Linked DNA regions of Sus scrofa: region 2 is linked to region 1. The links are chromatin contacts, called in public Hi-C maps. All regions are on one chromosome and are shown on one strand. Each heading gives the region's core, a stretch centred on a gene start, on an enhancer-like site or on the middle of the called end of the contact. The rest is flanking DNA. Distances are from core to core; before and after follow the strand shown. Region 1 overlaps PTK2 (focal adhesion kinase 1). Region 2 holds the start of TRAPPC9 (trafficking protein particle complex subunit 9).

Evidence for each region. Hi-C and Micro-C count contacts between places; a contact is called where the count stands out from the background.
Region 2: a Hi-C map of skeletal muscle shows a contact between it and region 1, with 3 times the contacts expected there. The contact joins the promoter of TRAPPC9 here to the enhancer-like site in region 1. A contact is called at or near these places in 1 of 5 promoter capture datasets (fetal liver), 7 of 47 Hi-C or Micro-C datasets (embryonic fibroblasts, heart right ventricle, liver and 3 more) and 2 of 2 datasets of contacts at active chromatin or transcription factors (alveolar macrophages and skeletal muscle).

Annotation. Positions count from the first base shown.
Region 1 is chr4:2,856,009-2,860,022 of Sscrofa11.1, reverse strand. It overlaps PTK2 (focal adhesion kinase 1), which reads right to left. Exons shown (of 31, transcript XM_021088851.1): 23 at 1,108-1,219. Among named protein-coding and RNA genes, the nearest start is that of MIR151, 9.0 kb to the right of the region's middle. Within about 2 kb of position 1,947, at least 36 of the 83 cell types and tissues checked have an H3K27ac peak or open chromatin away from gene starts, as enhancers often do. A contact at or near this core is called in fetal liver, retroperitoneal adipose tissue, skeletal muscle and 1 more, where this site is marked.
Region 2 is chr4:3,063,396-3,067,409 of Sscrofa11.1, reverse strand. It overlaps TRAPPC9 (trafficking protein particle complex subunit 9), which reads right to left and starts at 2,156. Exons shown (of 24, transcript XM_021088861.1): 1 at 2,039-2,156.

The DNA.
Region 1 (4,014 bases), core at 698-3,197:
CCTTCGTGGCTCAGTGGTTAGCAAACCCAACTAGGATTCATGAGGACGCTGGTTCGATCCCTGGCCTCACTCAGTGGGTTAAGGATCCAGCATTGCCATGAGCTGTGGTGTAGGTTGCAGACGCAGCTCGGATCCTGAGTTGCTGTGGCTATGGTGCAGGCTGGCAGCTGCAGCTCCGATTTGACCTTTAGCCTGGGAACCTCCATATGCTGTGAATATGGCCCTAAAATGCAAAAACAAACAAACAAAAAACAAACCAAAAAAAACCCCATTGGGTATAATATTTAAACAGCGTTTTGTGTTAGATTTCTGAACCCTTTTCAAAAAGCAAAAGAAGAACCATCAAAGTTCCTTTAAGGTATTCTTAGCTCGTCAAATATCAAATAGCAGATAACTATTAACTGCACAAAAGCCTACCACCTATTTCTTGTCCAGAAAATGGCCTGAACTGGATTACTGGTGGCAAGTAAGCCAGTATATGAAAATACCAACCTGCCAAAAGCAAATGGAGAACAAAGAATTCTAATCTGGGGAGAGTGCTTAAGGGCTGACCGTGTCCAGCCCCAGCTCTGGCCGCCTCCCGGAGGCTGAGGGGACAGAGGACGCCAGCAGATCTTAACAAGCAGGTGCAATGCATGTCTGTTCCCACACTGACAGCCCAGCCACCAGCCAGATGAGAGAAAAAGCAGGAAAGGTGCATGAGCTTCTCAGCAAAAGACAAAACCCAGAAGGAACAGGGTCAGGTAGAAGTTGACTCATTTCAACTAAATGTAAAATAAAGCGAAATGTGAAGCGTTCATGGCCTGGTGTTTCAGCCTTGGCTTGACCACCTGTAAGGTCCCTGACACCCAGCAGAGAGAAACCTCCCCAGAGCAGGCAACTGCTTGGGTCTGATCATGGGGGTGGGGCAGGGTGGGGTGTGAGGACCTCCTCTAATCCTGTCGCCCAGGGTGAAATGCAAATTAGGAACAGAAGGGCCGCCCCGAAGTGGAGCAGATTGGAAACAAAAGCTGTAAGGACTCTTCCCCCACAGCCAGCAGCTGCCCGGACCTTAAAGCTCCAGAGTGAACCCCAGCGAGGCCAAATGTGGGAGGGGGGCTTCGCTACCTTGGGCGGCGCTTCGTCGGACCCTCCGGAGTCCCAGGACACTGCGACCTGTCGTCTGGACTCCATCCTCATCCGCTCTTCCTGCTGCACCTTCTCTTCCTCCAGGATGGTGCTAGAGAGACAACACAGGGCATGAGCGGGGCTGACTGGGAGGGAACGCGGCAGCCCCACCCCGACCCTTCCAGGAGCAGCGCGGCCGCGCCGCCGGCGGCCACAGTGGGGAGGGGATCTGAGCTCCCCGCGGTCCCCTGGGCGGTGGCTCAGGGCCGGGAAACTGCAGGCAGCACGTTCTCAAGCACACAGGGGCTCAGGACAGCCCCCCACCGGCACCGCATCAGGTGATCCAGCGGCGACACCTCGCCCACTAACTTTCACTTTAAGCAGCACTTGATCTCATCGGGAAGACCGGCAGCAGCGCTGACGAGCGCCTCCGCAGCCACTGCCCGCCACGCCGCGCGCGCCACGGCCGGCGACTCGCCGCCCCTCCTCTCCCGCCACCTCCCGCCAGCCAAGCCGGGTCCGGCTCCGCGTCCCAAGGCGCAGAGCGCGCCGAGGAACCGCCCCGGACCGCCCCCTGGCTCTGCTCCGTTCAAAGGAAAGGGAAGGTTTTCCTCAAGGAGCCTGTCGGCACTTTCGAGAAAAGCAAAATCTAGCCCAAAGAGTCCACCCCCTCCTCAAAACACGATCTGGGTCTCCTCTCATTCCATGCAGGTGGTCATGGAGAGACACCACAAAACCTTAACCGCAGTGACAGCCTTGGTGGCACCTCCACTGCCCAGTGCTCACTGGGCCCGCACCCTTGGGACTCGGGCCCCGGGTCTTGTTGAAACAGGTTGTGAACGCCCATCTGTGTGGCTTTTGCCCTGAGACCCAGGACCAGCAACCCCGGATCACAACACGCCTGAGTGATAAGAGAGCCGCCTGTCACCATGATGGGAGCCTGGCCACTGACCAGTCACCCCCCACCAAGGAGTGCAGGCCTTGGGGAGCAGTGGTCCATGCAGGCCCTGGCCTGAGAAGGGCCACCTCCCATGCCCTGCTATCACCTGGCCTTCAAAATTAGTAACAGACCCCAAATCAGAATATCCAAAGGTTTGTAGTTTTAAACAAATCCATACAAATCAGGAAAAAAAAATCAAGGTTAAAAAACTGTCGCTGGAGAGCCTGTTGTGGCTCAGTGGAAATGAACCCAACTAGTCTCTGTGAGGACTTGGGCTTGAACTCCGGCCTCACGCAGTGGGTTAAGGATCCAGTGCTGCTATGAGCTGTGGTGCAGGACGGCAGCTGTAACTCCGATTCGTCCCCTAGCCTGGAAACCTCCACATGCTGCAGGTATGGCCCTCAAAAAGCAAAAAAAAAAAAAAAAAAAAAAGTCCTTATTTCCAAGTTCTTCAGCTTGTTTCAACAGAGGCCGGATCTGAGAAGGCCAAGGGTGACATACTCTTCAAGGCAGCGGGAACGCCATCTGAGACAGGTGTGGCCCTAAGGCTGTTCTGGGCAGGGGCCACCCTTTCTGAAGGTGACTCTCCCCCACAAACACCCTGCTGCCAGGAGACGCCCCCTCCCGGCTCCATCCACGCACACTCACGTCCCCCCCTCCTGGCCGACTGCCTCTGCTGTCCCAGCGCTGCCCCACCTACCACCTGTTATCTCACTGCCTGACGGCAAGCTTCCCACGGCTGCTGGACTTGGATCCAGTTTCTCCTGTCAGCGGCAGGGGACAAGCCTTCAGCCGGCTTCTTTCTAACACAACTCGCCTGTCTTGTCCCTTAAAGCACCAACGCTGGGGTGACCAGGAAGCAACCCAAAATAGCACAGCAACATGCTTCTGAGAAACCTCGCTGTGCTGCTCAGCGCTGTCAGGCATATCCAGAACTCACAAAATAATCTGCTTTTACACTGGGAAGACTGTTCCAGAGATGGAGTAAGAGTGTACGTGGAAGCACTTCTGGCCTTTTCTCCGTACGGCTGCTGAGGAACCCAGAGGAAAAAAACCCAGAATGTGCGGAGGGTCAAGGAGGTCAAACTGAAACATATTTTCCCAAACTACAAATATTTTTAGTAGCAATACATTCCATTTGAAAGCTTTTAGCTGCCTCATGGGAACTGGCCACGGGCCCTCGTCGTGTGTCTTCCTGGGACGGTGGCTTCTTCTGAGTCTCCAGCTCGCAAACAGATGGAACAATGAAGGCCAAGAAGGCGTGTCAGTTAACACACATCAGACCTGGCGCCTCATTCTCTGCTCATCCAGGAGCCCCATCGAGGAAGAGAATCAGGAACAGGGAAAAGGAGTATTTATCTGATGTTAGTTTCATTTTTCACTTCTCTCACTTGAGAAGAAAAATAGTCAAAACAGTCCATGCAGAGGAAAAGGACATGAAAACTTAAGCGTGCCCTGCCTGCTTTTACTCGGCGACGTCTGCTCTCCCAGGCTCTACAGGCTGGTGAGGAGAAGCCTCGTCAAATCTCTGTTCTGAGCGACAAGATGTGATTTCGCTTCTGAGCTACTTTCACAGACAGCACGAAAGCGGTCCAATAGCTTCTGCGTTTCCAGGCCCAGCTAAGACACACAAGCCAGTCTCCCACACAGAGGCGCTCTAGGGGGCGAAGGGGCAGTGGGTCCTGAGTGGGTGACATCAAGCTGCTCCTGCTGCCGCGGGAGGAAGGACGTCGGCTAGGAGCTGCACCTCTGCTGAGCCGGGCGAGGCACAGCCAGGCCCCTTTCGCCCTGTGTCCTCACTCACCGGGGAGGACAACTCTGTCTGTCCCCCTCAGTCTAAGATGAAAAATAAAGCAGACGAAGACTCAGGGAAGGCTGTTCAGGAACGGATTTAGTTCTGTACTATTATCTGCTTTTTTTTTCAAACTCTATTTCATGTTGGTGGCCCTTTTCCTAAGCGTGATCAT
Region 2 (4,014 bases), core at 907-3,406, 210 kb before region 1:
TCCCCGGCCTTGCTCAGTGGGCTAAGGCTCTGGGGTTGCCCTAAGCTGTGGTGCAGGTCACAGACTCAGCTTGGATGCCTCGTTGCTATGGCTGTGGTGTAGGCTGGCAGCTACAGCTCCAATTCAACCCCTGGCCTGGGAACCTCCATATGCCGCCAATGTGGCCCTAAAAAGACAAAAAAATAAATAAATAAAATCAAGGATGTATTTCTTGTTGTCCCCTTGTGGTGCATCCGGTTAAGGATCAGACACTGTCACTGCAGTGGCTTGGGTGGCTGCTGTGGGTGGGGTTCGATCCCTGGCCTAGGAACTTCCACATGCCGCAAGCACGGCCAAAAAAAAAAAGAATGCATTTCTTCAACTTGGTAGTTCCTCAAAAAGTTAAACACGGAGTTATCATATGAACAGCAATTCTACTCCAAGGTGTATACCAGAGATGTGAAAACACATGTCCACACAAAAATGTGTACAAAAACGTGTAACATGAACGCTCCTTGCAGTATTATTTATCAGCCAAAAAGTGGAAACAACACGAATCTCCATCACCTGATAAAGGGATAAACAAAATATGGTCTATCCATGCAATAGAATATTACTCAGCCAAAAAAGGAACAAAGGGAGCTCCTGCTGTGGGAAAGTGAGGTCAAAGATCTGGCTTGTCGCTGTGGTGGTGCTGCTTTAATCCCTGGCTCACTGCAGCGGGGAAGGATCCAGCCTTAAGGGTGTGGCTCAGGTTTTATCCAGAGCCCAGGAACTTCCACATGCCGAGGTTGCAGCCAAAAGAGTAAAAAAAACGCACAAAATACAGACATTGCCACGACACGGATGAACCTTGAAAACTGCATGCTCAGTGAAAGTTTTCACACCCAAAAGGCCACATCGTGTATGAATTCATTTACATGAAATGCCCCAACTCTGCAAATGCAGAAAGTAAATTTGTGGCTGCCACCGGCTGCAGGAGGGGACACTGCCAATGGGAGTGGAATTTCTTTTTGAAGGGATGAAAAGGTTCTGGAATAGTGGTTGCACGACTGTGAACATTCCAAAACCACGGAACTGAATGATTTAAATGGGTGGACTTCATGGTATGTGAACATTATCTCAAAGCTCTTATTTGAAAAAATATCTCTTGAGAACTATTTTTCCTTCTATACTACTAGCCTGCCTCACAGTTTAACAAACAACTAAAAACCTGCCAGATCCTTAGGACTGCAATATTCCTGGGTCTCCAATATGCCTCTACTGCTGTTGTCTCATGCGAACAAATACTAGCCGGGCTGGACCAGGAAGCCACTATAACTACCTTTTAAAAATCGCCAGTCACAAGTTTAAACTGGCGCGGAGGGGGGTGGAGGACCTCAAAGCCTCATGCCTTCAGCTCATTTTTAACTAAACTGAGCCCTGCTTTCAACACTATAGCCCCTCCCTCCATCAAAACATGTGAAATCAACAAGCGCCCCATCCCCACCGCAGAAAACCCCGCGTTAAAAGGCATTTACGTGGGGCAGATACAGGGAAGAGACCAAGGCAAACACAGCGCGGGCTCTCTCTGTTCCCAAGACCTGGCCGGAGAAGCCGGACTTTCCAATTCGGGGATCTTGTCCCCGGGAAACAGCGCCTGACGCCGCCGAGCGGGATCGGAGGCACTTTCAATCCAGAAGAGACCGAGGAAGGAAAGGGAGAGCAGGGCAGCGCCGGGATCGCGGGCAGCCCGGCTCCGAGCAGCCCCAGCCCGGCCACGGGTCCCGGCCGGGGGCGGGGGCCAAGGAGAGGACGCCCGGCCGGAGGGGACCCGGGGGCGGAAGCGGGGAAGGGGCCGGCCTCCGCCCCCGGAGGAGAGTCGGGGCCGCGGCCCGACAGGCGGCAGGTGCAGCCCGGCCGCCAGGCGGGGAAAGGGGCCACGGCAGGTGGCCCAGGCAGGTGCGGGCTGGGGCGAGCCCCTCGGCGGGACACACGCCGACTCGCGCCCTCGCGCGCCGGGTCGCTTGGACAGCCCTCCCGCTGCCGGCGCGATCCCCTGCCCGATCCTGGCACTTACACAGCCGGAGGCCCCGGGCCGGGAGCAGGAGCCAACGGCCTGGCGGGCGGTGGAGCCGAGCAGCCTCGGCGGCCGCTCCCCGCGCTCGGAGCTGGAGCTTCCGACTGGCGGCCGAGCCGGCACCGCCCCTGCGCATGCGCGGGCCCGTCCCGCCCGGCGATCCACTCCGGGTTTTGGGAGAGACACCGGGGAAGGAGGGAGGGAGGAGGGGGCGAAGGGGGAAGAGAAGAGGGAGGAGAAGAGCAGGCTGCGGGGTGGACCGAGGGAGGAGGGGAGGAGGGAGGAAGGCGGCGGAGGGCGGGTGGATGGACCCAGACGGGGAAGGAGCGGAGCGGAGCAGCTCCTGGGGCGGTTCACGCCCCAGGAAGTGCCAGTGCTGCCTCTGCGCCCCTTTCCGACCCCTCTAGGCACGCAGCTCACGTTCACCTAGGTGGTGGAGCCCTCCAGACCGCACCCCTGCAAAATCCCCAGGGGATCACACTCCTTGCCCCCACGCCGAGCCAGGCTTCGACGTGCTCCGGGGCCCAAGCACCCGCAGGCGTTGTCATCAATGCTCAGAATTACTCTGGGGAGGATTCAAGTTCCCCTTTTCCAGGCAGGGAAACTGAGGCAGGCACAGTCTTGGCGTGCCTCATCTGCGAGGTTGCAAGACCTGGGCGGGCGGGGCGGGAGGTAGAAGGTCAGAGCCCAAGCCTGGAGCAGACTGTCCCCAACCTTCCTGGGTAAATCATTCCGTACTCTGAGGGTCCCATCAAGGGCTCCGAATAGGCCCCTCAGTGTCCTTAGTTCCAGCGCCTAGCTTGCTAGGTAAGGGCAGAAGCCATGAAAGGATTTAAACCCCTCTAGGTTAAAACAAATACAACAAAAGAATTTACAAACATAGGTTGGACTGTGCATGTCATATTTGAAAAAATACACAAGGAATTGTAAACAGTGGCATCGCCAGGAAGGGCTGAGAGGACAGCGGATAAAGGAGACCACTCCCTTGTGTATTTCTGCGCTGTTTGAATTTTTTACCTTAGGTGTCCTTTAGTACAGCAAATACAAGCAGCCAGGGAAAAACCGAGCCATCACTTCTGCTTTACCCCAGCAAGAATTTATTGACCCTCTGTTCTGTGGCCAGGCTGTTTTATGACTTATTATTTACGCTTTCCTTATAAAATCATAACAAGCTATCCCTCATCCCCGCCCAGGGTCAGTGGAAAACTATTGGAGTTTTTATTCTTGTCCAAGGAGTAGGAATGAGTTAGAAACAGAACACATCTTCAGGGCAAAGCAAGTGGGGGAGATTTCCAGCAGGTCAGACAGCCAAGAAGGGTTTTTCAACAGAGTCTCCCAGAGGCCGAGAGAGAATGCTTCCAGGACCCCAAAAAAGCTGCCCAAGGTGGCTTCTCCATGGCACTAAGGGTGCAGGGTGACAGTTATAGAACAAGGAAAACAGACCCTAAGAGAGGCCACCCTTTATGGAGGTCTGTGTGCCAGGAATAGAGCACCATGTTTAGCTCAGGGTGTCTGTGTAAGATCCATGCAAGGTAGCTATTCTTAGCGCTGAGACCCAGAAAGAAGCTGCTCCTTGGCTGAGGTCACTGGGCAAGTGGCTGGTGCTATTTAGGAGGCTGTCTGACTCTGTCGCCTGTGCTCATTCCGTGGTCCTTCTCTGTTCTTATTCTCTCTATAAATGGCTAAGAGAAGCAATTTGGAAAGCAAAATTGAATGCTGGCAAAAGGAAACATTGCTATTTTTAATACAATGTTTCTGTTTATGATGTACTCACATTAATTTATTTGATTGTCCCAGCAAATCTGTGGGGGAGGGAGGCTGCTGCATTTTTACCAAGGAGAAAACTGGAGCTCAGAGAACCTAAGAGCTTGCCACAGCTTCCCCCCGCCCCTGCCACCAGCCATCGAATGGGGTGTCCAGACCGGTGCAGGGGCTATCTCCCTTCTGGGGTTGTGCTCCTTCTGTAGTTTTAGCAT